Regions from separate parts of the Mus musculus genome. Here all the other regions are linked to region 1. A link is a contact called in public HiChIP or PLAC-seq data. All regions are on one chromosome and are shown on one strand. The core of a region is the stretch at or near the end of the contact, and the rest is flanking DNA. Distances in the headings are between cores, read along the strand shown.

The links. HiChIP or PLAC-seq counts read pairs in DNA pulled down with a chosen protein or histone mark.
Region 2: an H3K27ac HiChIP or PLAC-seq map of stem cell-derived neural progenitor cells shows a contact between it and region 1. The contact joins two enhancer-like sites. A contact is called at or near these places in 7 of 115 datasets of contacts at active chromatin or transcription factors (SST interneurons, embryonic basal ganglia, forebrain and 3 more) and 1 of 9 other capture datasets (embryonic stem cells).
Region 3: an H3K27ac HiChIP or PLAC-seq map of stem cell-derived neural progenitor cells shows a contact between it and region 1, with 4 times the contacts expected there. The contact joins two enhancer-like sites. A contact is called at or near these places in 6 of 484 Hi-C or Micro-C datasets (cerebellum, cerebral cortex, neural progenitor cells and 2 more), 4 of 115 datasets of contacts at active chromatin or transcription factors (astrocytes, embryonic midbrain, neural progenitor cells and 1 more) and 1 of 9 other capture datasets (embryonic stem cells).
Region 4: an H3K27ac HiChIP or PLAC-seq map of stem cell-derived neural progenitor cells shows a contact between it and region 1. The contact joins two enhancer-like sites. A contact is called at or near these places in 3 of 115 datasets of contacts at active chromatin or transcription factors (astrocytes, oligodendrocyte precursor cells and stem cell-derived neural progenitor cells) and 1 of 9 other capture datasets (embryonic stem cells).

The regions. Positions count from the first base shown.
Region 1 is chr17:9,019,196-9,026,194 of GRCm38.p6, forward strand. No RefSeq gene overlaps it. Among named protein-coding and RNA genes, the nearest start is that of 1700010I14Rik, 34 kb to the left of the region's middle. Within about 2 kb of position 4,601, at least 27 of the 459 cell types and tissues checked have an H3K27ac peak or open chromatin away from gene starts, as enhancers often do. A contact at or near this core is called in cerebellum, cerebral cortex, neural progenitor cells and 4 more, where this site is marked.
Region 2 is chr17:9,720,193-9,727,345 of GRCm38.p6, forward strand. It overlaps Gm34684 (a long non-coding RNA gene), which reads right to left and starts at 6,307. Exons shown (of 5, transcript XR_876393.3): 1 at 6,101-6,307; 2 at 1,998-2,096. Within about 2 kb of position 2,754, at least 2 of the 459 cell types and tissues checked have an H3K27ac peak or open chromatin away from gene starts, as enhancers often do. A contact at or near this core is called in stem cell-derived neural progenitor cells, where this site is marked.
Region 3 is chr17:9,574,389-9,581,519 of GRCm38.p6, forward strand. It overlaps Gm51424 (a long non-coding RNA gene), which reads right to left and starts at 1,959. Exons shown (of 5, transcript XR_003952251.1): 1 at 1,638-1,959. Within about 2 kb of position 5,828, at least 54 of the 459 cell types and tissues checked have an H3K27ac peak or open chromatin away from gene starts, as enhancers often do. A contact at or near this core is called in cerebellum, cerebral cortex, neural progenitor cells and 3 more, where this site is marked.
Region 4 is chr17:9,876,980-9,883,618 of GRCm38.p6, forward strand. All of the region lies in intron 1 of Gm34799 (a long non-coding RNA gene), which reads right to left. Among named protein-coding and RNA genes, the nearest start is that of Gm34799, 27 kb to the right of the region's middle. Within about 2 kb of position 2,767, at least 52 of the 459 cell types and tissues checked have an H3K27ac peak or open chromatin away from gene starts, as enhancers often do. A contact at or near this core is called in oligodendrocyte precursor cells and stem cell-derived neural progenitor cells, where this site is marked.

The DNA.
Region 1 (6,999 bases), core at 3,351-5,850:
CATTGGCTATGATGGGCATTGGCTATGATGGGCATTGGCTATGATGGGCATTGGCTATGATGGGCATTGGCTATGATGGGCATTGGCTATGATGGGCATTGGCTGTGATGGACATTGGCTACAATGGGCAATGGCTATGATGGGCATTGGCTATGAACTCTCCTCCACTCACTCAGCTCCCTTAGCCATTCAGGTGGATCTAGGTCCTCAGTTGGTTTCCACTCTGAATAGATACAGGCAGAGAGCATCCTAGTCGCTCCTCAGGCAAAGCTGTCAGTCCCGTGGGTGTCATGCTCTGACTCAGGAACTGTCACCAACTTTGCTCTTCTCTTTCCTCTATGCTTCTGATCACTCCATGGAATAAAGACAGGAAAATGAATGGATGCTGGAAAGATTCCTAAATTAATTGTGTTGTATGTTTCATAGTCTATTTCCTGTGGTGTAAAATTTAAACTTCCCTCATGAGGCCCTTAGAGGTTAGTAAGCACCAGTTACCCATACCTCCTGTGCACCAGTGTGATGAGGCTAGACCAACTTCTCAAGGCTCCTGTTCACCAATATGATGAGGCTGGACCTCATGTCCCACAATCCTTCCTACCCGATCCCCCTTCATAGTGATCTAGTGTCATTTACAAACCCCAGTAAATCCACTCAAACGTTCTTTGCGTCCTTAAACACAATCTCTGAGGGCCTACACTTTCTTCTGGTGTCTGACCTGCCTGGGTGAGCCCTTCCTTGGCACCTCCCACTTGGCTTCCCTAATTGGTGGGCCATGCTTTCCTCTTGAGGACCTGAGAGAAACATTTAATTCCATAACCCTCTCCAATGTGACTTCCACAGTCAGGCTGGCATGATACCCAAAGACCTCACAGAGGAGTTTTGTTCCTACTTAAATAGCACAGTTCTCTTATTTGTTTGTTTGTTTATTTAAACTTTTTGAGTGTCTTAGGTTTTGGAAATGTCAGATCCCTAAGTTCAACTCCAAACCCACCAGGGCCACAGCCTGGGAGTCTGTGTGTCACCTCCCTGCTGAGAGGATTCGCTGCATACTTTAGGTTGACATTTTCTTTTGTTCCTAGTTATAGTGGGATTTGGCTTTCAAAGCAGTTCTATGTGAAGGGGAAATCAGTCAGAAAGTGCTAAATAGTAGGAGCTGGGAGGGCAGAGGCCAGCTGGACCAGCTCCTTCATTTCAGACCCTGGCTTCCAGAACCATGGCTGAATACATTTTTGTTGTTGTTGTTGTTGCTTAAAGTATCAAGATTGTGGTAATTTGTTACTTGGTAGGGCACACCTGTAACCCCAGGACTAATGAAACTGAGCAAGAAACACTCTGAATTTAGTCAGCCTGGGTTACAAAGTGGGATCCTGTTAGTAATATGCCATAGCAGCGATGGGGTGATAATACAGGAAGGTTTCCACTGAGCTGGAAAGGCCAACAACCCGGGTGTTCTATAACTGGTGGGCTGTCCAGGCTTAGATGGACTCGCCTGCTACAAAGATGATGAACCAACTGGTATCAGATGTTAGACAACAGTGGTCATCACCACCCTGAAGAAAAGACAGAAGAGAAGGTCTGCTGGCCCATGTCCCCTTCTCACTTGTGGGTAGCCAGGCCAGTTGTGCACCAAGCTGAGAGGGAGGGAGGGAAGCTTAACCAGGCATGTGTGTGTTGTGCAGGAAGGATATTGGTCGGCAATAAGTACGTGCACAATAAACACACCTGGGAACAGCTTCAGAGAACTGATTTAGTTTATTGGGTGGGGGAGGGGTATTTATGCTCCTCCCCCCCCCCCCCCCCAAGGAAGGCGGCCAGGGTCTCTAGGGCAAGGTTTGTGTGGGCCTGTACCATTGGCAAGGACAAGGGGTGTTTGAAGATTTGTATATTCAGGGGCTGTCGGGTCTGGGGGAAAATAACCATAGAAGGTCAAAGAGTGAAGCCTGGTAGCTGACCTGGTTGATGGTGAGGGAGCCAGCTTTATGGTGCCAGCTTGGGAGGGGATGGGTAGCCAACTCTTGTCTTCCTCATCTGATGTATCAGGGTTGAAGTTCTCCTTCCACCCTTCCTCTGAAGTCCTGGGCCACTACACTCCCACAGTGGACCTTGTAGCAGTGTGGGCAGCCATAAGTGAGTGACCTCACTGAACCAGAGACACACATGTTGGTACTTAGAGAAGCAGACATGGTCACAAATTACAGGCAGAGTTCTGGAGAACTATCAGAGACAGAGAACATTGTCCAGGTATCTGCTTACACTTCGCTTAACATCTGCACTGCTGCACTGTTAAGCACGAGGCGCCTCAGACCTGCTGAGCATAGGAGGGAGGGAGACTCTCAGAACTCACAGGTGGCTGGCTTGGGAGGCCATGAATCTCACCAGCCACTGGGTATTTGTGACAGCTCCAATGCAGTGTACACCAGCTGAAGGAGCCTAAGAGCAAAAGCTACTCAGGAGGCCATCCACAGAAACATGGGAGCCCAAAGATCAGCTGGATTATAGACCGTCAAATGCAGTGTCTAAAATTCTTAAGAAATGCCAGGCTGAGCATGCGGCTCAGGGCTAGAGTATTTGCTTAGCATGCTGAAGGCCTGAGATCCATCCCCAGCTGGACTTAAACACCAACACTACCAACATCTAAAGAGACAGAAAACTGTGATCTGTTTAAGAAAAACAAAACAAAACTACAACAACAACAACAAACAGTGAGCACAAGCGGATCCAGGAATGAAAGGCCTTACATAAAATTTATAAATATTGTAACCATGCCTCTGATTAAAGGAAATTGGGAATGTACGTTGGAGGAGCAGTGCACAGGAAGCCGAAGGATCTCACCCCCAGAAGTTGAAACACTGTCCCACTGCCTGGAGAGAAAGCTTAGTAAACAAGGAGGGCAGCAATGCTGGCTGCACAGCAGGGAACCCTCAGTCACAGGGAGCTATGGCCACACCATGTCACCTAGCACTGCTGTGCATGAGTTGGGTGGGTGCCACCTGCTTGGCTAGGAGGAGAGTAGAGCCATGAAGCCCCTTGAGGAAGGATCTCCCTCTCCAAGTCGAGAATCCGTGTCTGGATGAATATACTCCTGTGCTTCTGTCAAGGGCAGTGAAGAGCATGCATACGCCATCAAGGGCCTATTTATCTTCATTTTGTTCACTGGTAATTTCACACATAGACACAATGGAATATGATCATATCTACCCTCATTTCCCCCTGTAACTCCCAAAACATCTCCTAATATGTTTGGTAACTTAGTAGGTGAGTGCTGCCCTTATGTGAATGGGTGTGGGCATCTCTACTTGAACACGGAAAACCCACCATAGGCCACACCTACCCAGAATGACTCTCCCTCCCCTACCCCAGCAGCTACCAATTGCCAATAGCATCTCCATAAGGGTGGAGCCAGGAGAAGAAAGGCTTCCTTCTACCTGACTGCTTTCCCACAACTCCATGTCCCTCGGATAGTGACTGGATACTAAGATTTTTCTATTTCCCTAATGAGATGCTACACAATAATAACGTTGTCGAGCCACATAACCACACCAAGGAGCAAACCTCAAAATCTTGGTGAGAGGGAAAGATGCCAGAAAGCAAAGGGAAGCTGCTGCTGGAGCCAACCTGTAGGGAGTGTGTGCAGGGATGCACACGTACTTATGTATATACATAGTGTGTGCATGAGAGAGAATGAATGAATGAGTGAATGAATGAATGAAAAATATTTTATCCTTGTTGGTATTTAGGGTTGGTATCTAGTGGTGAGTGTTAATGACAAAAAATTCTCTTATCTAGGGCATATTTAATTTCTTGTTAAAACCTTTGAAACTAGGTGGTCAATAGACTCAGAAAAATCAAATTAACAAAATGAGCCAGGAAGATTGTTACTGAATTACAAATAATTCTCTGTGGGACTCCAGGAAGGTGGTTGATGAGGGGCCAGATTGAAAGGCTCTGCCACAGCCTTCTTATTTCTGGAACATTCTATTTGAAGTCTGGACGCTGTTATCGGAAACGATAAAGATGCTCTTAGGTGTGTCCATTCAGAATTCTCCCTATTAGCCACAAGGTGTCAGGGCAGCCCACTTTAAAGCATTTTTCAGTGTTCCACTGAGGATCCCCAGAGGTCTGCTTAGGGTGGGAGTCAGACAAGGACCTTTTGAGGTTTCCCACAGAGAACTTCCCCGCGCTGGTGCACGCTGAATGAGGGACTCCTGCCAGGCCTTGTCCTCTGAGAGCAGGCATGCAGGGACCTTCTGTAGGATTTGCATTTTTATTCACCTCCCAGTGCCAGGCGGACGCCCCAGGAAGCATTAGCACAGAGACAGGAAGGCCAAGCTGTCACTTCTCAGGCAATTTTGCCTGTGTATAAAATGAGCGTTTTGAGATCCTGGTATCATAATTTTATCCAGGATGCATGAGCATCTGTACACGAAGGTTTGCAGTGGCTGGGTCGAGAGGCTGCATCCTAATTAATGTCTGTCTTGGACCACTCCAGACCCCGCCCCACTGTTCCAACCGTCTTTCACACCTGCCACTACTGCTGGAGGAGTGGGGTGGACAGCGGAAGGACCTGCAAGAGGACAACACAGGGCCTTATTCTTCCTACTGGCAGGGACCCAGAGAAGCTGGTCCGCTCCACAGACTGTCTTCCTGCCAGCCAGTCCTGTCCCCAAGCAGAAGCTGTGGCCTGGCGGGAGATCATTTTTCTTTAGCACCTGTGTAAGAAGGAGAGGATGTTTGAGGAGAAACAGCAATACTCCACCAAGAGTAAACAAAGGCGAGGGCTGAGCCATAGCTTTTTAACCAACTCCTCAGCCAGCAAGCTTCTGGTAGTGGGACCTGGCTCTAAGAGATCACTGGAAAAAAAAAATCTAGCTCAACTAAGCAGTTGTTCTTTGTGTTGTTGTGAGTCTTTTCATCTCTCTCCCCCCAATATCCTCTCTCTGAGAAATTATGCACATAAAAGATACACACAGCACAATCAATGATTCATGGCTGTGAGCTCTCCTGTGGTTTCCTGGAGATCTCTAGATGTCAAAACAGTACCAGGTTTTTACATGTTTTAGAAAACCAGTTTTAATTTTGCATTTTATTTATATGCGCATACATGGGTGTCTACAGAGGCCAGGAGAGGACAATAGATCCCCTGGAGCTGGGGCTACAGGCTGTTGTAAGCTGCCCTGCAGGTCCTGGGTGCTGGGTACCAATCTTGGTTATATGGGAGAGCAGGATGTGCTCTCAGCCTCAGAGCATCTCTTCCCTCAAAAGGCTGCAAGCTAATGAAAAACAATAACAATAACAGGACCTCCTAAAATATCAGAAAATAAAAATAACTACAGGCAGAATTTTATCGATCCCAAGTGGTCTCGTGACCTCTCTAAGTTGGTGATTTTCTCACCTATGAGAGACTGTGTGGCCTGAAATATCCTGTGTTGGTTTGTATATTCTTGGTCCAGGGAGTGGCACTATCAGGAGGCATGGCCTCGTTGGAGTAGGTGTGTCACTACAGGCATGGACTTAAAGACCTTCATCCTAGCTGCCTGGAAGCCAGTATTCTGCTAGCAGCCTTCAAATGAAGATGTAGAATTCTCAGCTCCTCCTGCACAATGCCTGCCTGGATGCTGCCATACTCCTAACTTGATGATAATGGACTGAACCTCTGAACCTGTAAGCCAGTCCCAGTTAAATGTTGTCCATGTAAGAGTTGCCTTGGTCATGGTGTCTGTTCACAGCAGTACAACCCTAGCTAAGACTTACCCTATGCATCAAGAGAGGTTCTTCTATGTGGAAGAATAAACCATGCAGTTTCTATTGTCTCTATGTTAAAGAACTGCCAAAGGCTACTTTTGAGGACATTTTCCCCTCCACTGTGTGTGTGCATGTGTGTGCATGAATGCACATTTGCATATATGTGTGCACGTGTGGAGGATGATATTGGGAATCATCTTTTATTGTTCTTCCATTGTATTCTTTGAGGCAGGGTGTCTCAGTCAAACCCAGAGCTCATGGATCTGGCTATTCCTGCTAGTTGCTTTGTTAAGATGATCCTCTGTCTCCTTTTGAGCCTGGAGTCACAGGAGAGTCCTCTTGTCTGCCTAGATCCAGATTTTGATTCTCGTCCTTGACTGGCACCTGTTTTAACCATGGAACCATTCCCCCAGTTTCTGTTTGAGAATTTAAAATAAAGGCTGCTCTACCCCTGGAAGATGGTCCCTGAAAGAAAAGGGGACACTGGCTTTGCCTCTAACCTACTCCTCTCAGGGCTGTTTGTGCCCGGTAGAACACTCTAAAGTCGGGAGCTGCTTTGGGTATTGAGGGTTAATCTCGCTGAGAGACTTGAGGGGGGTGAACTTAAAGGGTACAGCTAAAGGAACATGCCAGAAACCTTGGGTATCGGCCAAGGAAGCCAGGTCTCCTGAGTTCTAGGGTTCAAGCAGGGAAGAGAAAGAACACTAGGAGGAGCAGGTTCAGAGGCTGGTCGGAGGCACCTAGCTCTCACGATGACATCTACAGTCATAGCCTCAGCCGACCACGAAAAGCAACAGTGAGAAGACCTTTTGCAGAGGATCCAGACCCTCACGGCACCTTCTGAAGGACTTCCACCAGGAGTGCGACAGTGAAGCAGAGCTCAGCAGGAAAAGGTTCCTGCTTGCACCGCGGCTTGGGCTGGAAGATCTTGTCCATGCTGGCAGAGGAAGGCAGGCGGTGCGTCTGAGAACTACAGCTGGCTGTTCTAGGTGTAGATGAGGGAGATCCTCACATTGGAGCTGTAACAGACACAGGCTTGCTTTAGGCAAACTAGCAAGGTGATTTTTTTTTTCTAATTTTAAATGCGGTCTAGTATTGCTCATTACTATGCAAATTATGCAAATGAGCACGCACTTTCTGCAGAGCAACTTCACAATACTTATTTATGTGAACATAGTTTTTGTTCTGTGGGTGCTTCTAGGATCAGAAGGAGGCACGATATTATAAGAATGTCGTGAAAGCAGTACAATATAAAAG
Region 2 (7,153 bases), core at 1,504-4,003, 700 kb after region 1:
CATGGCTATTTTTCTGGGACAACTGATAGAAGTGATGATATATTTTCATGCTACATTGTAATTTGCTAATATTTTATTAGCTGCTGAATCCCAAGACCAACTTCATTGACTTGGAATAGATCATTTTGGATTTTTAGATATCCTGATCATACTCTGTAAAGGGTTTCATTGCACAACAGTATCCTTAGTATGCTACAGATTTGGGAAATCAACTGATTAAAAAAAATGAAAATATAAGTTTCAAAAGTTTAAACAAGTCACCCTGAATAGACAGGAAAGACACATTCAAAAGCCACAAGATTATTGACTGAACATCCCAGTGCTGAGAATGAACTACTTGCTTATGTATTATTCACCAAGGAGGCCTCTGAAGACCCACAAACCATAAAGAATACTGCCACCAATATTGGGTTCATTCCAGAACAAGTTGGCTGTTAAAACTCTAGTGTTAAAGACACAGAATGTTCTAGTGGTAGTATATAGAGAAAATAAGTTAAGAGTGACCTGTACAATAACTAACTGGATTTCATCAAGCTGGAAGAGGATATGCAGGATGATTGGGAAGAGTATCACAAACTTTCTTGCTCAGATGTGAACACTATATGCTACCCCATTAACATACCAAGCAATGTGTACTTGCTGGGCAATAATGCAATGACTGTTAAGGGTGCAGCAAACTACTTTCGGCATGGACTTAACACCTTATAAGCCAAGGGCAAAGACCTATGTCTAAGGAGATCATAGAGACAATGAAAGAAACCTCTGCTATTGATTTTTAAATGAATGTGATATACCTACTGAATTAACCTCCAAACAGTTGTGTTTATGATTCTAGATTACTCTTGCATTTAGCTTACATATGGATGTAAATTCCTTCCTTCTTTTCACTCTTTCTTTGTTTCCTACTTTCTTTCCTTTTACAGTAGGTAGTGGTTATTGTAGAGACTCATAACTGGTCAGACTACCGGGAATAAAAGACTGTTACTATGACATAGTTGTCCAACATCCATGGAGGGAGGACCTGGAGTTTTAGTACAACCATATAATTCATCAATCATGTCCGCAAAATGAAGCCCCAAAGAACCCTTGGTACTGCGCAAGTAAACCTTCAATATGAAGATCCTCTATTCATATTGTCACAATTCAACTGAAGGTCACACATCCTGTGAACACAAGACATTTCACACATATAATACACACACACACAGTTCTGCCATATACCTTTCCCAACTGACTGATTTTTAATGAAATTAAATTTTAATTTCCTGTAAAGAATGTAACCCTGAATATAACAGAATCTAGGAAATTCTGTGAGTCTTTGAGCAATTGGTAAATATGGAAGTTGTAGAAAAGACCCTGAGCTTTCACTTGGTACTAGAAATGAGATGGGTCTTTGTGGTCACTTCCCTCTAGCTCTATAGTTGGATCCCACCTTCTTGGGCTAGGAGTCAGAATGGGCTTCCTGGGCACTGTACTAATGTCTCACATTTCAGATAATTCTGAGCAATATAGCCAAGGTTTGAACTTGGTATGCCATAGACATCTGCAAGTAAGTACTGGATTAAAAAAAATATATCAATGGATGGATAGATGAACAGATAGATGGAGTGAAAGACAGATGAAAAAATATGCCTTATTCCATTTTGGCTGTGAGAAACATTCAACATGACTGTCAGTCAAGGCCAGCAGGCAAATTGTTACCTTCTTTTATGACTTCTGACCCATGAACTCTAGACTTCTAAGACAAAGAACTGGCATTCACCCTGATATTACCTATTCTCAAATTTACCCTAAACGTGTTAAATTTAGACAAAGGGCATGATTAATTGTCATTGTCGGGTGGACCACTTTAGAAATGAGCATTTTCAGACCTGAAATAAATATGTTGTGTGTGAAATGGATTGACTGTGAACTTCAGTATGTCTGCTTGAGTCAATGTTCAGTTACTGGGACAAAATGCTAGTGAAAGCAATTTAAAAGGAAGAAATCTATTTTACCACATGGTTTCTGAGGCCTCAATCATTGTGACTCCGTTGCAGTGGGCCTCTGAGGAGTCCAGCTGTTTATGGAAGAGGAGGCTCTTCATTTCATGGTGTCTAGGGAGAGAGAAGGGGTCACAGAAAACGGATTATCCAACAAAGCCCCACACCCTACTTACTACCGCTTCTTAATAATGCTGTCAACTTATGAATCCACAAATGGATCATGCACGGGTGAAGTAAGAGCCTTGGGATACGTTCATTCAAAAGTTCATCACCTGAGAAGCAAACCTGCAACACACGAGCCTTTGAGGGGCATACTATGTATACAAGCCACAAAAGGACCCTACGCTGTAAGGACCACACATGTTAAGTGAACACGAGTCACTCAAAGATGCTGCCAATTCTTTTTAAAATATCAGTGCTGAGTTAGAAGTCTTTCCCTTTGTTGTGTATCAAAATAATTTTAAGCCACTCATAGTACAAATGACATTTCTTTTTCAAATGCCATCTTTCAGTTTTTAATCAGCAACTACAGGATATTCCCAGAAAACAACAAATCATAACCTCACATGGGGAGAAGCTCAGACCGGTGGGGTGGAGAACTTTGGAAGTGTGTTGTACCTTAAGACATACTGGGCATTTAAACTACAAAAGGAGGCTACAAACTGCTAATCTGCAGATGAAAGGAAGAATGCCCGCAGCCTTCATTTGCATTTGAACTGGTGATAAATGAGTTTTCTACCTCCATTTGAGTTCACTTCTCTGCAAGAGGCACATCAGAAACAATGCAATCTGAGCTTCAAGGCAAGTCAGGTTCCCAAGAGAACATGAACCCTATTTACACCCCGGTAACACAAGAACATATTTCCCTGACAGAATGTCAAGCAGTCAACGATGAAAGATGAAATTACAGGGTGGGGCTGAACAGGACACTTTATCGATGCTAGGAGGTGGAGAAACATACACACACACACATTAATATTTTTTGGCCCCCTTCCAAAATATTCAGCAATGAGAAATAGGTAAGATCAGAAAAAAAAATTTTTTTTGACACAAAGAGATTTGGGGTAACAGAAATAACCTCATCTTTTCCAACCCACCATTAAGGTCTGGGTCATCCATCTACATAAGAAATGGGAGTCTGGCTAATGAGAAATTCCCACACTGAAAGGGGGACTGAGTAAATCTCATTCAAGTTGTAATTTGAATTTAATGCCTCGTCTATAAAACAAACAAAGCATCATAAAATGTTAAATGGTACATAGTGAATCAGGAAAATGCAAAAATTTTTTTTTTAAAAGTGCCTAGCCTGCTTTATTCCAAAGAGAGTGTTCCCTGCTCAGAAGAGCTGAGCTCACCAGGGCACGGTCTCTCTTCCAGCTCAGCTTTCTCAGAACCTGCTGAGTCAGTTGGAAATATCTTTTTCTTTTCACTATTTTAATCATGTCACCAAGTACGCAGGCTTGAAAGTTGACATTGCCATGTTTCAGAGGGCTCTACCCACTCTTGGCAGACAGCCTGGGATTTCACAATAAACAACTTTATTATCCAGTGCCTCTATTTGCACAGAAAAGTCCTTTCCTTTTCGTGAGTTGGGCGATTCACACACCATTGTCTTAGTTATTCTCTGTGCAGAAAGCTGTACCTTGTGTTTAGTTGCCATGTTGTCTGGGGGTAAGAAAAAAAAATTGGGGTTTTAAAATTGTGTCTGTATGTTGGATCTCCAACTCTCCTATCTGGAACCATAAGGGGCCCTGGGGAAGACTACTTGTCGCAACACATACTGATGTGTTTTTAAAAAAAGATAAAGAGGTATAAGAATATGTTCTATAGGGGTGTGGTGCGGTATGGGGGAAGGGAGTGCCTCAGAGGGCCCATGCAGAGGCATCACTTCCCCATGAGGGACTAGTCACATGACAGTATAGTATAAAATAGAGTTTATTCAGGGCACAGGGAGGAGAGTTAAGAGGGTAGTAGAGGCAGAGAAAAGCAGAGAGGGAGAGAGTAGAGAAGTAGAGGCGGGGGGTGGGGGGGATAAAGGGAATGGGGAGCAAGGGGGAGCAAGAGAGCAAGAGGCAAGAGAGAGAGGCAAGAGAGAGAGGAAGGGGCAAGCAGCCTCTTTTATAGTGAGTCAGGCCTACATGGCTGTTGCCAGGTAACTGTGGGGTGGAGTTTAGACAGAATGCTAAATATACTGTACTGTGACCCAGCGGGTAAGCTTTGGATCCTAGGACTCAGACATCAGAGCTACCACTTTGTATACAGGCTTAAAAGGATACATTAGCATCTACTTTCAATTTACTCTGTGTGTGTGTGTGTGTGTGTGTGTGTGTGTGTGTGAGAGAGAGTATATTCATGTGTGTACACATCTACATGTCTGTTAGAGCATGTGGACACCAGAAGCTGACATCAGGTGTCTTCCTCAATTGCTCCCCATCTTGTATTTTGAAACCAGGACTCTCTCTCTCTCTCTCTCTCTCTCTCTCTCTGATTCAGTTAGACAAACTGGCCAGCAAGCCTCATGAATCCTCCTGTCTGCTTCCCCAGTGGTGGGATCACAAGTGTGAACTGTAGTTTCAATGTCCAAACCAATTAAATTAGGATTCTAAAGTCTCCCTTGATGGGTCCTATATAGAAGAAAAGAGAGGGTACATTAAAATCAGTGAATACTGTTCTCAGATGATAATCCTCCAATAAATGGTCAGAAATTATTAAACTTCTTTATTTTCAAATATGGCCTGTAAGCCAAGTATGTGTGTGTGTATGTGTGTGTGTTCATGTATGTACATGTTCATGTCTGTCTGTCTTTTTATAGGTCTGTGCCTATATGTATGCATATCTGTGTTTATGTATATATGTTTATGTGTATGTATGTGTGTGTGTGCCTGTATGTGCATCTGTCTGTGCCTGTATGTGTGTATCGATCTATGCCTACATGTGTATATGTGCCTGTGTTTGTGTCTACCTTCTGTCTGTCTATGTCTATGTATGCGTGTGTATGTGTATGTGCACAGGTGCACTTTAATAAGGCATTTTTGCACCTGAAAGATTATAATTACCTTTTATAATTATATTATAATAAAGAGTTACTGTAATTTGAAAAGCCAAAAGCACAAATAAGAATGCTTTTCCAACACTATAAAAGGATGTTTTCTTTAGGAATTTTCAACAAGGAAATGAGAACATACTGTGAGTTCTATGAGAACCTAGGAAGGTCCCCTGGAGCAGACCATGGCAGCTCCATCATGCCTTTACCCAGATCTGCCTTCTCTTGGACTGTTTACTTTCTCTGATTTATAAAGGTTTGGAGGCCATGGAGAAAGGCACCATCCTGAAAGAAAGCTGGGCATCTGGTGTCAGGTTATGTAGACAGCTGAGAAAGTTACCTAGAGAAATCTGTCTGGGTGACATACATGCAGCACACAGGAAATCTGAGTAAAGACGCCAGTGTCCTGCTTGCAAATGGACTGACAGAGCTGTTCAATAACTATAAATACAAACAGTTACAAAGACCGTCTTCAGCATTCTCAGAAGCCACTCATGGGGTCTGTGTGCTCTTTCTCATGCTCTTCCTTGGTGGCTAGGAGCCTTGGGACCTTTGGGGGCATCCTGAGAGGAACCCCTTCTCCTCCCCCTAACCCTTCAATGTTTCTGCTAAAAATCCCTCTATTTAAAGGTAAGATAATGAGCTTTTGTTCACTGGCTTGGATCAAAGACAATCTCTGAGCAGAAACAAAGGCAGCCTTAGGCTGGGAGCAGTCAGCTTCTTATTGCCTGCAAAGAAAGAAACTGTTTTGTGGCTTTCTTTTTTTCCTTTCTTCCTTTTTAATGTCTTTTCCAGCACTGGCAATTCTCATGCCCTGGAAACCCCGTCCATGGAACTCCAAAGTGTTTCTGAAAGACAAACATTCCTATTATGAGGAGAACAGAAGTTGGCTGCCATCTACAAACTGGTGAGCAATTTGGCACCAGCGGCCATCCTGTCCTGTAAGGGGAAGGAGTACAGACCCTTTGTCCCCCGGTCCTGGCGCCAACTTGAGTCCCTGACCTCCATTATGCCTCCCTTCTCTGCTTGGCCCTCCCAGCTATGCTGTCTGACTGCCGGGTAAACAGCTTACCTTCCTGCTCTCTAGACTGTGGGATGTATGCATGGCCGAGCTGCCTCCGGATCTTCTAAAGTACTGGGCGAAGAGAATGGGCCGATGCCTGAATGGGGCTGTTCTTAACTGATGTGTGGGCGGAGAGGGTGACCTTGGGAAGACAAGCAAATGTCTGCTCTAGGGAGCCAGCAGTGTGGAGACTGAGTACAGCCAGATTAACCTCATGCAACATCACCACATCGAAGCTACCAGTTCCCTGAAAATACACAAAGGGAAACTGAGGACCCAACGAAACTCTTGTCACTACTGACGTCTTCTGTATCATCACCACAGCCAGTTATGAACTTCCCTTCCTGGCCCACTAGAAACCCGAACACCTGGAGCCCTGATGGGTGACTTTTTAGAAATGCTCATAGATCAGGCTGGAACTCTGTAGGAGGAGTGGCTTAAAATGTGCTTTTCTGAGTGCATTCCCCTCTCCCGAGTCACTGAGAAGGGCTTTAAGAGGGTCCTTAACACTACTAGAAAAGGACAGGCACTATTTCATCCCAGACACTGCACAGAGAGTAACAGCCCACTACTGCCCAACAATGGATGTAAAGCCTCTTCAGAGACCCTCCTCCCCTTGCCCTTCCTTTATGATGGACCTGGGCTGTAGCTGTAGATACCCTGCCTTGTCCCATGCATGGCCGTCCTGGAAAGACCAGCTACCATTCTGTGCTCTGCCCAAGCCCTTACAGGCTGCCCCTCCCCTAACACCAGCTGCTCCTTCTACCAGAAGCTAGGCTTCCTCCTAACCTGGTTCTTATCCTGTTTGCCATATGCATGGGGAGAACACCGCACACACTGCTTCCTATACACGTATATAAGGTGAACTCGGTAGGATGCTCTACATCCTCCTTAGTGTTATAAACTTCATGAGAAAAAGTTCAACCCTGCCCCTCCCTCCTTGGTGCCCATTACATGAGTCACACGGAGTCAGTGACAAGTAAGACTTCTGCCAGTGCATGACACTGAGATAAATATTTAAAGGGAAGTTATAATTATAGGTAGAATTAAAAGAAAATAGTG
Region 3 (7,131 bases), core at 4,578-7,077, 560 kb after region 1:
GCACATAAGATTGTTATAATCATTAAGTTTAAGTCTTGTAATATTTGTGTATGCAAAACAAGCCATCTTAGGATTGGAATCCATATCAAAACTTGGAGTTTATGTGTGTTTCTTATAAATAGTATACCCACAGTTCAGTGAAAGATAACATCACCCTAGAATGTATACTCCAGTACTTCAAGGGTGATGGTCCTGAGCAGAACTGCAGAACTGCCTACCTATGGTGCAGTGTAGAGCTTAATTATCAACTTCTGGGGATCCCATGCTTCAGAGGGGGGAGGGGGAGGGAAGTGTGTGTGTGTGTGTGTGTGTGTGTGTGTGTGTGTGTGAGAGAGAGAGAGAGAGAGAGAGAGAGAGAGAGAGACAGAGAGAGAGACAGAGAGACAGAGAGACAGCGAGAGAGAGAGAGAGACAGAGAGAGAGACACAGAGAGAGAGACAGAGAAAGAGAGAGAGAGACAGAGAGAGAGAGACAGAGACAGAGACTGGCAGCCAGAAAGAGACAGAGACAGAAACAGAGCCAGACAGAAGGTGTTCATGTGCATATGTATAGATGCCAGAAATCAGAATCAGGTATATTTCTTAGTTGCTTTTCACTTCTACCAGACAGGATGAGAAATGAGTTAAGGATCCTGCTGCCTCTGCCCCCTCTATGGCAACAGACATAGGCCACTACAAATGGCTTTTATGTTGTTGCTTAGGATCCAACCTCAGATCTCTATGCTTATGTGATGAGCAATTCACTAACTGAGTCTTCCCTTACCCACCTCAGCCCTGAATTTTCAAACAATGGATGAGTAGCCTGTGCCTGCAGATTACAACATAATACTCCTCACTTTTTAAATACGAAAACGTTCTCTTTAAAAACGTGTTTTATTTTTCTCTTTTGTTTTAACAACAAAAATCCTGCAGCTAGTAGCCTTATGCTATCTGCCTTACGCTATTTGCTATTTGATATCTTTCAGCAGGAATCTTCTCAGGGAAATGATTTGGTGACTCACTATAAAGTATAATTATGGCTACAGTTTTTCATATATGATATTTATTAAATGGAGAATGTTCTCCTTGGCTCCAAATTCTGGTGCCTTTTTAAATCAAAGATAGTGAATTTCTCAAATATTACATACATCAGTCAAAAAATAATTTTAGATAATTTTGAAGATTTCATATAAATTCAAAAGTAGATGTAGATATACTTTAAATATTTGAAAATTAATTTGGGTCAGTAGTGATGTCCACAATCCCATGAAAAACATCCTAAATTGTGTTAGGAACCAAAGGTACAATTTCTATAAATCTCATTTAGTTTAAATTGCATTTAGTAATCTTAATTTTCTATATCATTATCACCATTTTTATTTTAGAATGTTTTTGTGTGATAAAACAAATTTATAATTTGCTCTTACTGGTTATAATAAAGATTTATCAGATAGCAGAAAATAGATGCAAACACTAATCAGAGAAACAAATAAAAACCAGAAAAGAAAGCCATGAAAAAGGAAAGCAAGGGCAAGCTCGCAAGTTGTGGCTGTGGTGGGAACTAGAGAGACAGAGGAGGTAGTGGCTTGTAACCCTCAAGCTTTCCTACCCAGAGCACGGCCTCCTATAACCCTTGTCACTAGCAGGAGCCAGGGGTACCTGGAGCAGCATCTGGAGACCATCCAAGGCAAATGAAGGAAGAGCCTGAATCCCACAGTGTCTTGAATGATCAGAAGGACCACGTCAAAGAACAAAGAGAGCCAATCTGAGACTCCGAGTGCAAGTGTCAGAAGTGAAAGGACTCTGAACTGTGCCGGTGCCCCCACCTCACCACACCACACCCAGGACGTCAGGCAGCAACTCGTTATTCTGAAAAGCTGGCAGAGAGGAAAACTGAAGTATTCAATCTTTCTGTCTTTAATCCATCTCCTTTTGGATTCATTTTATTTTATCTGAGGACAAGTTTTATTTTATGGAAAGAGCATCGCTAACAGAGGTAGAGAGGTTGATGGAATTGGAAAACTGATGTTGGGCAAACTGTTGTGACTAGAGAAGTCCAAGCAACACTGTCATCATGAGTCAGACAAGGAGCTAAAATCTGATGAAAGATTTCTGAATGGAAACATCAGACAACACTCTACAACCATAACCTAACATAGAAGACACTGTCATGTAGAAAGGAGCTAGGAAGAACTTTCAACACGTGTCATACATTTCAGATAATACCACCATGCAGCTGGTGGTCAAATACACAGAACAATATTTGTTTGAATTATGTGTAAAATTTGTTTGTGCCTGTGTGCACACATGCATGTGCATGTGAGTTTGCATATGTGTGTGTGTGCACATGTGCTTATGAGTGTGTGCATGTGTCTATGAGTGTGTGTGCCAATGGAGGCCAGGAGAGGGTACCAGATTGCCTGAAGTTGGAGTTACAGGAGTTGAGAGCTTGCTAACTTAGGTGCTTGGAACCCAGTTCTGGTCATCAGCAAGACTAGTACTCTTCACTACTAAGCCATTTCTCCAGTCCCAAATGTTTTCCTTTTGAGCAATAAAAAAATACTTTTTAAATAAAGTAAATAAAAAATAAAAAGAACTTTGGTGGTTAACAATTAAGTACATTGGTTTGGATTATGATTTGAAAAAATAACAATTGGGAGCCATTAAATATAGAAGATGATCCAATGCATTTGTTAATTGTTAGGCAATAATGCCACAATGGAGATTATTATATACATGCACACTCACACACATACAACTTAGTAAAAGACACATGTTGTGTAGTGAAGTCAAAGTTGCCCAGCTGTGCTTCAAATTTGGAGATACACTGGGAAAGTGCAGGCTGTACCAGGACATGAAGAACATTCCAGAAAACAGACCCAGCACACTGAGGCACAGATCCATACTGTCTACCTTCATGAACATGTGATTTTTTTTTTTGCATAAATCTTCACTCAGGCAAACCTAGGGTGTTTTCTTTTGGCTCAGAAAATCCTTTTATATGTACTAATGTGAAGCAGAGAGGGGCTTACTAAGAGACTTGAATATATATTTTAAGTATAAGGGTTAAAACAATGACTCTCAACCTGTCAGACTCAACCCCTTTAAGGAACTGAACAACCCTTCCACAGGGAGTTTTCTAAGACCATTGGAAATTACAGATAAATATTTATATTACAATTTATAACAGCAGCAAAATTTCAGTTAGTAAGCAGCAATGAAAATAATTTTATGATTGAGAGTCACCACAACATGAGGAACTGTGTTAAAGGGTCACAGTGTCAGAGAACACAGTGAACACAACGGGGTTGAGATAGGGGGGTACTTACTTGGGGGAAATAAGACATTGTAGGGAGCAGGACAGGCTTACCAGGGAACATAGCACTGTGTGTCTTCTGTACACTATTTTAATGGCTATCAACTGACATCTTAAAGTCGCTGAAAAAAAAAATGTCCTTTTCTCCCTCTTTTTGATAAGTGTGATCAGAGGATCACTTCAGGAGTGTCCTAGATGGCATTAAAATCTGACAGGGTAAAAGGAGGAGCCGCTTGAGTTGTCCAAGGGGTTTAAGTTATATCCTTTCCCAGTAAATGAAACTTCTGATGAGATTCATAGAGAGTATAGATTTATTGGGGAGAATGAAGAAAGGCCTTAAGCAAATGTTGCCAGTTTTATTGGAATTCTTGATTCCTAGCTGACTTCAATCAAGCTCCTAAGTGAGGGTTTTCTTTTTCTTCCTGTGTCTCCACAATTTTCTCTAGCATTCTGTTCTACCTCAATAATATTCTAGAAAGGAAAGAAGAATTGAGTGTGTGATTGCTCCTACATATCAATATTTCCACCCAAGAGCAGACCTCATGGGTCCTTATAAGATTATACATAGACAGGTAATAACTTTAGGAGGATCCAGCCCACTTCCTAGTACTATAGGGGACTGTGGCTTATCATGGACACCCAGAGCTTCTGCACAGCTCTGGATATAGGATCTCAGCAGGGTTCCTAGCTTGAACAGGCTTCTTGCTCTTTCTTAGCAGACAGCTATGATATGAACTTCAGTCCCACATTTCTGAGAATACGCATTATCCTGGCGGCTCAATAAAAAAATGACAGTGAGTGAAGCATCCTACCCTGTTAGATATTCTCCGTTTTTCATGGGACTTCTTTCTCTGAATTGGCATCAGTAGTATATCACCCCTAGCCCTTAATTTGGAAGCCAGAAGAGACAAAGACATTAACACAAATTTTTGTCTACCTCATACAGTTCGCTTTACTTGTGGTAACTTGAGTTTACCCCAAAATACATCCCTTTAGGGGCTGGAGAGATAGCTCAGTGGTTAAAAAATGTTTGTTGCTTGTGCTAGAAATTATGCTTGCAGGTACACACACGTGTGCTAAAAATAAAATAGATAACTCTTTAAAGAATACTACAATATATAGAATTAAAAACACATTTTAAAAATATTTTTGAAAACGTGTCCCTTTACTGCCATGCCATGAAGCTTCATGTGTGTGTGTGTGTGTGTGTGTGTGTGTGTATGTGTGTGCATTCATGTGTGTGTGCATTCATGTGTATGTATGTGTATGCTTGTGTGCATGTATGTCGTGGATCTCTGTGTGTGTGTCTGTGTGTGTGTATCTATCTGTCTGTGTGTGTGTTTATCCTTGCATATGCATAGATTGCTAGAGCAATCCATACTGCTGTTCTTTAGCTCTTTCAGTATAATGATGTTTCAAAAAGTACAATGCCTCAAACATGCCAACCTTCTGAATTAATCTTTCCAACACACACACACACTCACACACACACACACACACCCTTACATCTGTTATAGGCTCAGAGATGGATAGAAACACTGTCCTCTGTTTTGATTCACCTGTCACAAAGTTCTTGACACAAGATTAAATATTGGTCATTAGATGAATTCTATTACTGACTACATTCTGGGCATTCTTGAGCCATAATCAGATCTCCCAGGGTTTCATTTAATTCAACATTAAATGGAAGAATTAACATGGAACTCATATTGATAAGGGAAATGAACAGCCTGGGGGGCCCTGTCAATACCTTAGCAAAGAGAAAAAGAAATCGCCGAAGGGCACTTTACTTTTGTCTGTTCACTGAATCAAACCAGCTCCGTGAAGACATGAAATTATGGCAGTCCAGACAGATAAACATGGACCCCTGAGACAGACCTGTCAAAGCCCGGAGCTCTGGAGCCATCCAGAGGGCTAAGAAGGGAAGGTTGTAAGATCTAAGGAATCTACCCAGGCTAAATGGTGAGACAGGACAGGCTCAGTCTGGAAAAAGCCACTGAGGGCTTAGGGCTTCCAGGAAGCTTGCAGTGGGGTTGGTGATATATTTACAGCCCGAGTCTCACTAGCAAACACCCCTGATATCATTGAATGACCCCGAATTACAAGAAAATAATTAAACAATAGCAGGAAGCCATGTCTTCCATTGCCTACTGAGGCATAAGATTAGGAAGAGACCCCATGAGAAAGCTAAGTCTCTGGGCCTCTCAACTCCAGATAAACAGAATCCAAGTGTCCAGCAAAATGTTAATGAGTTCTAATCTGCAAAGAGGTCTTGCCTGGGACCAAATAAATTTGCAAGTCCTGGCTATGCAACACAATGAAACTCTTCAGTAAAGACTCTCACAGACTATTTAGTGTGCTGCTCATGATAATTCCCCCAACGCAGTGTGGCATTTCCCAAACTCATTTAACTTGGGAATATTTTTTCTAATTCAGAGCCCCCATTAGCATTGGACGTTTGTGTATGGGTGCCTCTCAATTTGGAAAACAGTGGTGTAGGTCCATTTACATTTCAATGGATGCCTGCAGACAGCTCCCATTCTGTCGGTTTGGCATGAAAACCCCCAAGGAAGCTGACTCCTGACAGGATAGAGCATAGAAAGACCAGTGTGCCAGCCTAGGCAGAAAATGTCCGAATTGGCAAGCGTGTTCACAAATCTTTAGATCTGACAGTGCTCTGGTCATTTATGCTCAGTGCTCAGATCTGCAAAGAGCCAAGTCGGCCTGAGGGAAGTCATTGTCCTCAGAGGAACAACTGGGAAGGGAACTGAGCCTGGATTAGGCAGTAGGTGAGAAAGACCCTGTGGGTCGCTGTAGGTGGTAAACCTCAAAGAAAAAAAGAATGAAAGCCAGTGCAGATTGGCCTCCTGAACCTAGATCAGTCTTCTGTGGAGTCTAAGGCCAGGCCGTCATTGCCAACATATTTAAAGTACAGTATAATTAGACAACAATCCATCCAGTCCTAGGGGTACAATAAAACATTTTCCCTTTTTTTTTTTAAAAAATTAGATATTTTCTTTATTGACATTTCAAATGTTATCCCCTTTCCTTGTTTCCCCTCCGAAAATCCCCTATCCTCTCTCCCCTCCCCCTGCTCCCCAACCCACCCACTACCACTTCCTGGCCCTGGCATTACCCTACACAGGGGCATAGAACCTTCACAGGACCAAGGGCCTCTCTTCCCACTGATGACCTACTAGGCCATCCTCTGCTACATATGCAGCTAGAGCTATGAGTTCCACCATGTGTTTTCTTTGATTGGTGTTTTAGTCCCGGGGGAGCTCTGGAGGTACCTGGTTAGTTCATATTGTAGTTCCTCCTATAGGGCTGCAAACCCCTTCAGCTCCTTTGGGTACTTTCTCTAGCTCCTTCATTGGGAACTCTGTGCTCTGTACAATAAAACTTAAGGTATGACTAGATAGCAACTGCTTTACAAAGAACGTATGATTATGAAGGTGAGTTCTATAGCTAAAAGAGCTAGTATCTATTGAGGTCTCTACTGAGACAGCATAGAGGTCACCAGGCAAAAACATGCATAAGTCATCTCGCTGAAGGGATAGGTAATGGTCTGGGGATGGAAGAGTCTAAGACAATCATTTTGGGAAATTTGGGTGAGGTCTGCCTCTACAGGTAGCATAAAGGTCACTGGGTCATCAGCAAAATCACTCTCAGCTGTTTGGAAAGGAAAACAGGTATTTTATCACCTCCGTTGAGAAAAGGTCCTGTGTGTTTAACATTCCTAGTTCCCCTAGTGATCTGTGGGCACAAGGACTTTTGTACCTCTAACAAGTAGAGACAAGAGCCTTGGGCACAAATGACAGAGAATCCACATTAAGC
Region 4 (6,639 bases), core at 1,517-4,016, 860 kb after region 1:
CTTTGCTTTCAAAGCGTCCCTACGATTGCTGCTTCTCTCTTCCTATTTACAGACACGCCCTTTCTCTATGAGGATGCCAGGAGTTGGATTCAGGGACCACCTTGACTCTAGGAGGATCTCACCTTGAGATTCTTGACTTACATAGCTTCTTAGAGATCCTATTTCCAAATGAGTTCCCATTCATAGGTCCTTACAGTTAAAACTTCCATCTACCTATCTGGGGCACATACCACAACCCACTACAGTTTCTTCTATAAGAAGTCATGTATTACATGTTTCTAAGCTCCAGCCTTGATGGCGCATAATGAGATCACATCCAAGTCACTGGGTAAAGATCACTCCAGGGCTTCATTGTCAAAGTGTGCCATGGCTTCACCCATTTGAATACTGACTGGTCCTTGCATTGAGTTTGATGTTGGTAGGTATGGATGATACTGTGGCCTCAGTCACATTCACGTACAGTCTTACAGTCTGGATTTCTGAAGACACATTGCTTTGTTTGAGAGACAGGAGCATGCTGCATGCTAACAAAAGTTGGGTTGGGTGATGGCTCATGGGTAATTGTGTTTGCTGCAGTCATGAGGGCCTGAATTCATATCTTCTAATACCAATGGAAAAGCAGAACATGGTGACATACGCATGTAACTCCAGAGCCAGAGAAAGAAAGGTAGAGACAAGAGGCTTGCTGGGACTTGCTGACCAGCCATCCTAGCCCTCCCAAATGGCAAACTTCATGGCCAGGGAGAGACCTATTTCTATGTCCTCTGCACATGGACACAAATACTCATTATAAACACACACACACACACCACGCACATGTATTCTCACACAAACATGTATTATCTGAAATTACTAGATATGTTTTGAAGAATAAAACATACCCTTTGCCACTGAGAGCCAGTGGCAGTACAGACTGCCTTTGTTCCAGATGGCTTTTCTGACTTCTAGGGTGCCGGGTGGAACAAGAGCTGTTCATCCCCCGGCCTGCGGTGAAGCTCTGGCAGCTTTGCAAAGTCTTGTGGACAATGAGGGTTTGGCTGACCTGTGTCATAGGTGTTCTTTGCATGGCTTCGCTTGGCTGGCCTACATACCATCCACTTGTAAATGCCCCTTGCCTGTTTGTCAGATTAGACCCTTACCCTCCCTTTGAATTTAACCTCTGAGTTCCTGGTGCAACACTGTTTCTCTCAGTTTTTCATCTGTTAGTTGACTACATTTGCTGTCAGCTTTCTGAAAGGTATCCTGGTTTTGGAATAGTCAAGCAGGCTTGCAAGTGACTTTTGCAAGTCACTGCCATGCTTGCAAAAACCCCAAACCATACGATTTCTACCATAACTTCTCTCCTGTCCTGTTCCAGCCCCGACTTTTACACCACCAACCCATTTAGTTATGTGCACATCATGTGGGATAGAGACCAACCTGATTTTACCCTAGAGCAGCAGTCAGGGTTTTAGAGCCTTTTCTAGAATAGGATATCACTTTTCACTGAGTTTAAGCTCTGCTTTGTCAAGCTCCCACAATACACTGGGCTCTCCTGTCAGATTTCAATTCGCTTCTGACGACCTAGTCGCCTGTAGCCCAGAGCCATACTGATTGGATTTCAGTGGCTTTAGAGCATGTATCTGTGCTGTGTCTGGCTTGCACCTCTCAGCTCATTCCTTGTCATTCTTCAAAAATCATTCTTCCAAGAGTGGGAAAGCTTTTTTTTTCATTGGCTTTCAAAATTATGCTTGTGAATTTGGGGCGGGCAGCACTTTAATAACCTTTAACTTTATACAAAAATAATTTTTCTGTTTTGTGAAGATATTATTTCATTTCTTTAAGTGTCTGTTATCTTTCCTGACAACCCAGTTGGTCTTGTGATTAACTGAATTTATGGATATTTTATGTTAACTGCCTTTACTGTGTAACAGAATGGTTGCTTTGCTTATTTTAATTTCTAGCTAGTTACTACTAGCTACAGAAAGATATTGATTGGGACGTGTGTCACAGCTAATTACTTTACCAAATTTATTAAACGCAATAACTTTTTAAATTGGACTATTTTGAATCTTACAGATTTATACTCAAATCAACAGCCAAAAAGAATAATTTTGTCTCTTCTTTATCAGCCTTTTAATTATTATTTCCTTTTCTTATCCTCTGAAATATCAGATAATTGTGACAGTAATTACCTTTGTCTTGTTCATAATTTTAGTGGGAATGAATTTAGCCTTTTACCATTTACAATAATATCTTCTGGGTTTGCTGGTTTGTAATAATTGTCTCTTACAAATTTAAATTATTTCTTCCTAATTCTGATTTGCTTAAATGTGTTATTTTTAAGAACTCCTAAACTTTTATCAAATGTCCTTTTAAAATGTGTTAGCGTGGTGTATTTTCCTCTTTAAATAGGTTGGTATGGCGAATTTTTGTTGACACATTTCTAAAATTTGCTGCTTAAAAAAATATGTGATTTGAAGTCACGCAGTGGGATATTAGTTGTTGCTTTTAGGTCAGAATTTCTGTACTTGTTAGTGTAGCCAGGATGGTTCCTGGGTTTGCTTTCTGGCAGCCTGCATCATCTTCCACAGGAGAACTTCTGGGCTGCTTACCTCTGTGGCAGCCTCTTCTGGGGTCCTAATTCCCACCCACCACTGGGCAGTTAGTTAGTGGATGTGCCCTTTGCTCTCTAATTCCAAGTCTACCACCAAGCCTAACCGCTGTGGGCATCCGCAGCTCTGTGTTGGCATACAAACAAGGCCTCTTTGTGCTCAGATGATGTCATGGGTATGAACGTGACAAGAAAACAAGTGCCTCAGAATCCTACCATTGCAATGTTCTCAAGAGAAAGAGAACAGACCCAGATTCCTCACGGGGGCAAGGCCACTGCACGAAATGTGACTTTGAAGGCTTTGGAAAGAGCTGGGAACCAGGACAATGACACTGTGGGGTGAACATTTGTTTTGTAAAGGAAAAGGAATCCAAGCCCGGTCCTCAACAGCCAACGCCATGGGAACTCGAAGGGGTTTGTTCCCTCTCCACATCCTTCAGCACATCTACAGCCCCACTGCCCACCTGCTAGGAAGCAAGCTAAAATACACAGAATACCCAAGAAGGGCCTTTGGCTTGCCTCCCCAGCCTCCCCTCTGGTCGGCATTGGCCCTCGGGCTAGACTGCTTGGATAGCATTGCAGTGCAGTACGAGCATGCAAGCCTGACGTTTGAGAATGTACTTTCAACCTCTATGTCTGGAACCTGAAGGAAAACACTGCCCATCTTCCCAGCCGATGGGTTTCTGGACTGTGAGAGGCTCAGAAAGCTCGCACACTGGACTATGCTTGGTGAAGCCCCCATAGTAAACCGAAGACAGCATGGGACAGGCCAAGAGAGTTAGGTCTAGGTAAGGCCCACACCCCTCTGGCATTTCTAGAACTCGATGTGAGTATACTGCCAGCTGCTTTCCCCCCAGCAAGAGAATATGAGCGTTCATAATCTTCCGGACTTCAGCCCATACCTGAAGCACCTGGAACACAGGCGTCTGTGCAGCATCTTCTGAGCCCTGAGAAATAATATACGAAGCCGAGACCCTAGGAAGCCATGACTAGTCTCAAGTCAGACCCACAGAAATGGGCAGAGAACATTGAGGACAAATCCTGTGCAGGGATGCTGTCTAAAGCACTGGGGAGGTGTCCTGTGTGTTAGAAAGAACTCTGTGTTCGCTGAATTGCAAGTCATCTGACACAAATGGGCAGTGAAAGAGACCCCCTTCCTACACAAAGTACACAGACTCTTGCTGCTTAAACACATAAGTTATTTTGCTTTAGTAAATAGTATCTATTTTTTATTACTATAGCAATGCATGTTTGGGTGAATACAAATTAAATAATTTTTTGGAAAATAGTTGAAAATTCCTCATTATCCCACAGCTCATAGTACTGCCATGATCGCTCTGTGGGCACCTCTGGTTGGTGTTTCTCACTCCACATAAACTCAGCTATCTGTTCAGGAGCTAACATAACACATACACACACACATGTACATACATATATGCATACATACACACTATACATATGTACAGACACATGCACATATACACATGCACACAAAGGAACACACACAGACACACATATACATACATATACACACACATACATACACACATGAACCCACAAACACTCACAGAAACATGCACACACATACACACATGTACACACACACATGCACACCTGTGTGCACTCACACACATACTCACCACATTGTCTTCTTACTCCTTCAATCATAGTCCCAAACCAATTTTCATGTCAGACCTTTTTTTTTCCTGTGTGATCATTTCTAACCAAAATTTATGATATTTTAACTCATTTTAAAGTTTTTCTATTCCAACCTTAGGTTTAGTTTTTCATTTCACACACACACACACACACACACACACACACACACGCACGCACGCACGCACGCACGCACGCACCGCACACGCACACGTACACACGTACACACTCGCGTACTGATTATTTTTTTGCAAATGCATTTGGCAGATTTGTTTGTTCTCAGTACTTATTGATAGTTAACTAACTATTGGAGAACAAAATAGACCCCACATGCAGATAACGTTGAAAAGGAGAAGCCATGATCCCACTGTGGGCCCCGGAACCACTCGCTTATCTACAAGGGCTACTTTCCCAGAGGTGTGGTGGGTGGCATCGTGCTTCCATGTCCTCTGTTTTGTTTCTTTGACCCTTCCTATGGCCACACAGCACTAAATTCATCCATGGCTTGTGCCTCCTTTGCATCTCTATCCTTGTGTTTTCGGACCAGACATAAAGTATTAAATTGCCTCATTTTCAGGAAAATGGATGAAACTGGCCACCAACCTGTTAGGTGAAACCAGACAGACACAGAAAGATAAACAGCACACCTTCTCCCCCATATGTGGAATCCAGACTTAAAGTAAAACTCACGGGAACAAGAGGAACCATCTGAGAAGGAAAGACCTCTCAGGAGGAGGGAAGGGAGGGAAGAGAAGACATGGCCATGGAGAAGTAACTGAGGTAAGTTGTATTCATGAGGGGCGGTGCATCTCAATGACTCCCATGCTCACACAGTTGAGAGCGCTGATGTTAATGTGGAAAGCCATCACTTAAATGCACACAGTGTGGTGCCCCACAGTAGACCTGATAGACCACGTGGATCCCGAGGACACTGAAGCACTGACCCAAGGATATCCAGGAATGTGACGCAAATCTCATCAAATGCCATAGAAGCTAATACCACTTAAAGGAGGAATTGATGCCCCTTTCCATTTAGCTGCTATTAAAACCATGGGGAGGACAACATTGGTGCTATTTTATATTTCCAGAGATTTCCAGAGATTTTGACTGCCTATGTTTGAATAGACATATACGTTATTGCTTTAAAAGAAAATGAGTTCATATGCTATAATGTGCACTTTTCTGGTCATTATTTTGGCAATATTTGCCCCTGTTGATAGATACAGACATAATTAATTAAGAAGTCCCCGTGTTGTTAATTTTAAGAGTTATCACATAGTGATAACCACCTGCTTATAAATTTGAGCTGGACAGAGGAGCTTGAGGCATGGCCGTCTCCCGTTCTTCATAAATAATAAGTACTGAAGAACATCTGGGTGAGCACTTAGTCAGATGTCTGGTTGAATTAAGTGTGAACCCACCGTGTCCTGGGCTTTCTTTTGTGGGGAGCCTTTATTCCTGCTCCTATCTCATTGCTCATTATTGATCTATGTAGGGATTCACATCTTCTTGGTTTTATTTTGATAACTCTTATGTTTCTAGAAATGTACCCATCTCCACTAGTCTTCCAATTCGCTGGACTATGAGCTTTCCACCTACCTCCTCGCCACCCTCTGGATTCCAGTAGCGGCTTCTGCCATGCTACCATTTCCATCTCTAATTGTATTAAACTGGGTCTTTTCTCTCTTTTGGTTAGTTTGGCTGAGTGTCTGTCAGTCTTGATTATTCTCCCAGAGAAGCGCCTCTTTGTTCCGCCAGGCCTTTGTACTGAGCTTTTAGCTTCCATTTCATTAACTTCAGCTTTGATCGTTATTATTTATTTCCCTTCCCTCCGTCTGAGATTGGCCAGATCATCACAGTAAGCAAAGCAAACCATTGCCTGCAAACAAGCCTGCCATTTTCTCTGCTATGTGGAATGTGGAGAAGAACCTGAAAGTACAGAGACCCAGAGTGTGGAGGGGAGAGGGAGAAAGAAGGAGGGAAATTAGAACGGCAGTGGAGGGTGACTGTAATCAATAGACATCATATGCATACCTTAATGAAATCCATTACTTTGCTCATTAATATATGCTAATAAAAATAAGCGTGTTGGAATATGCACACATTTTCATTTATAATGTTCCTTGATTATAATAATGTTATTTAAAATTAAACAACTTGTAACAGTGAATCAAAAAAAAAAAAAAAACACAAAAGAATGTAGATAGGACATATCCTAAAAGTACAACAAGATACATGACTGCTAATGACCCCCATAGACCAAAAACGACTCAAGTGCTGGGGTACGATACAGCTCAATGGTAGAGTGCCCGCCTGCCTGGTGTGTACCAGGACAGAGGTGTCCCACTGTCCACAATACAAAGAAAAGCAACAGGCTTAAAGAAACTGAG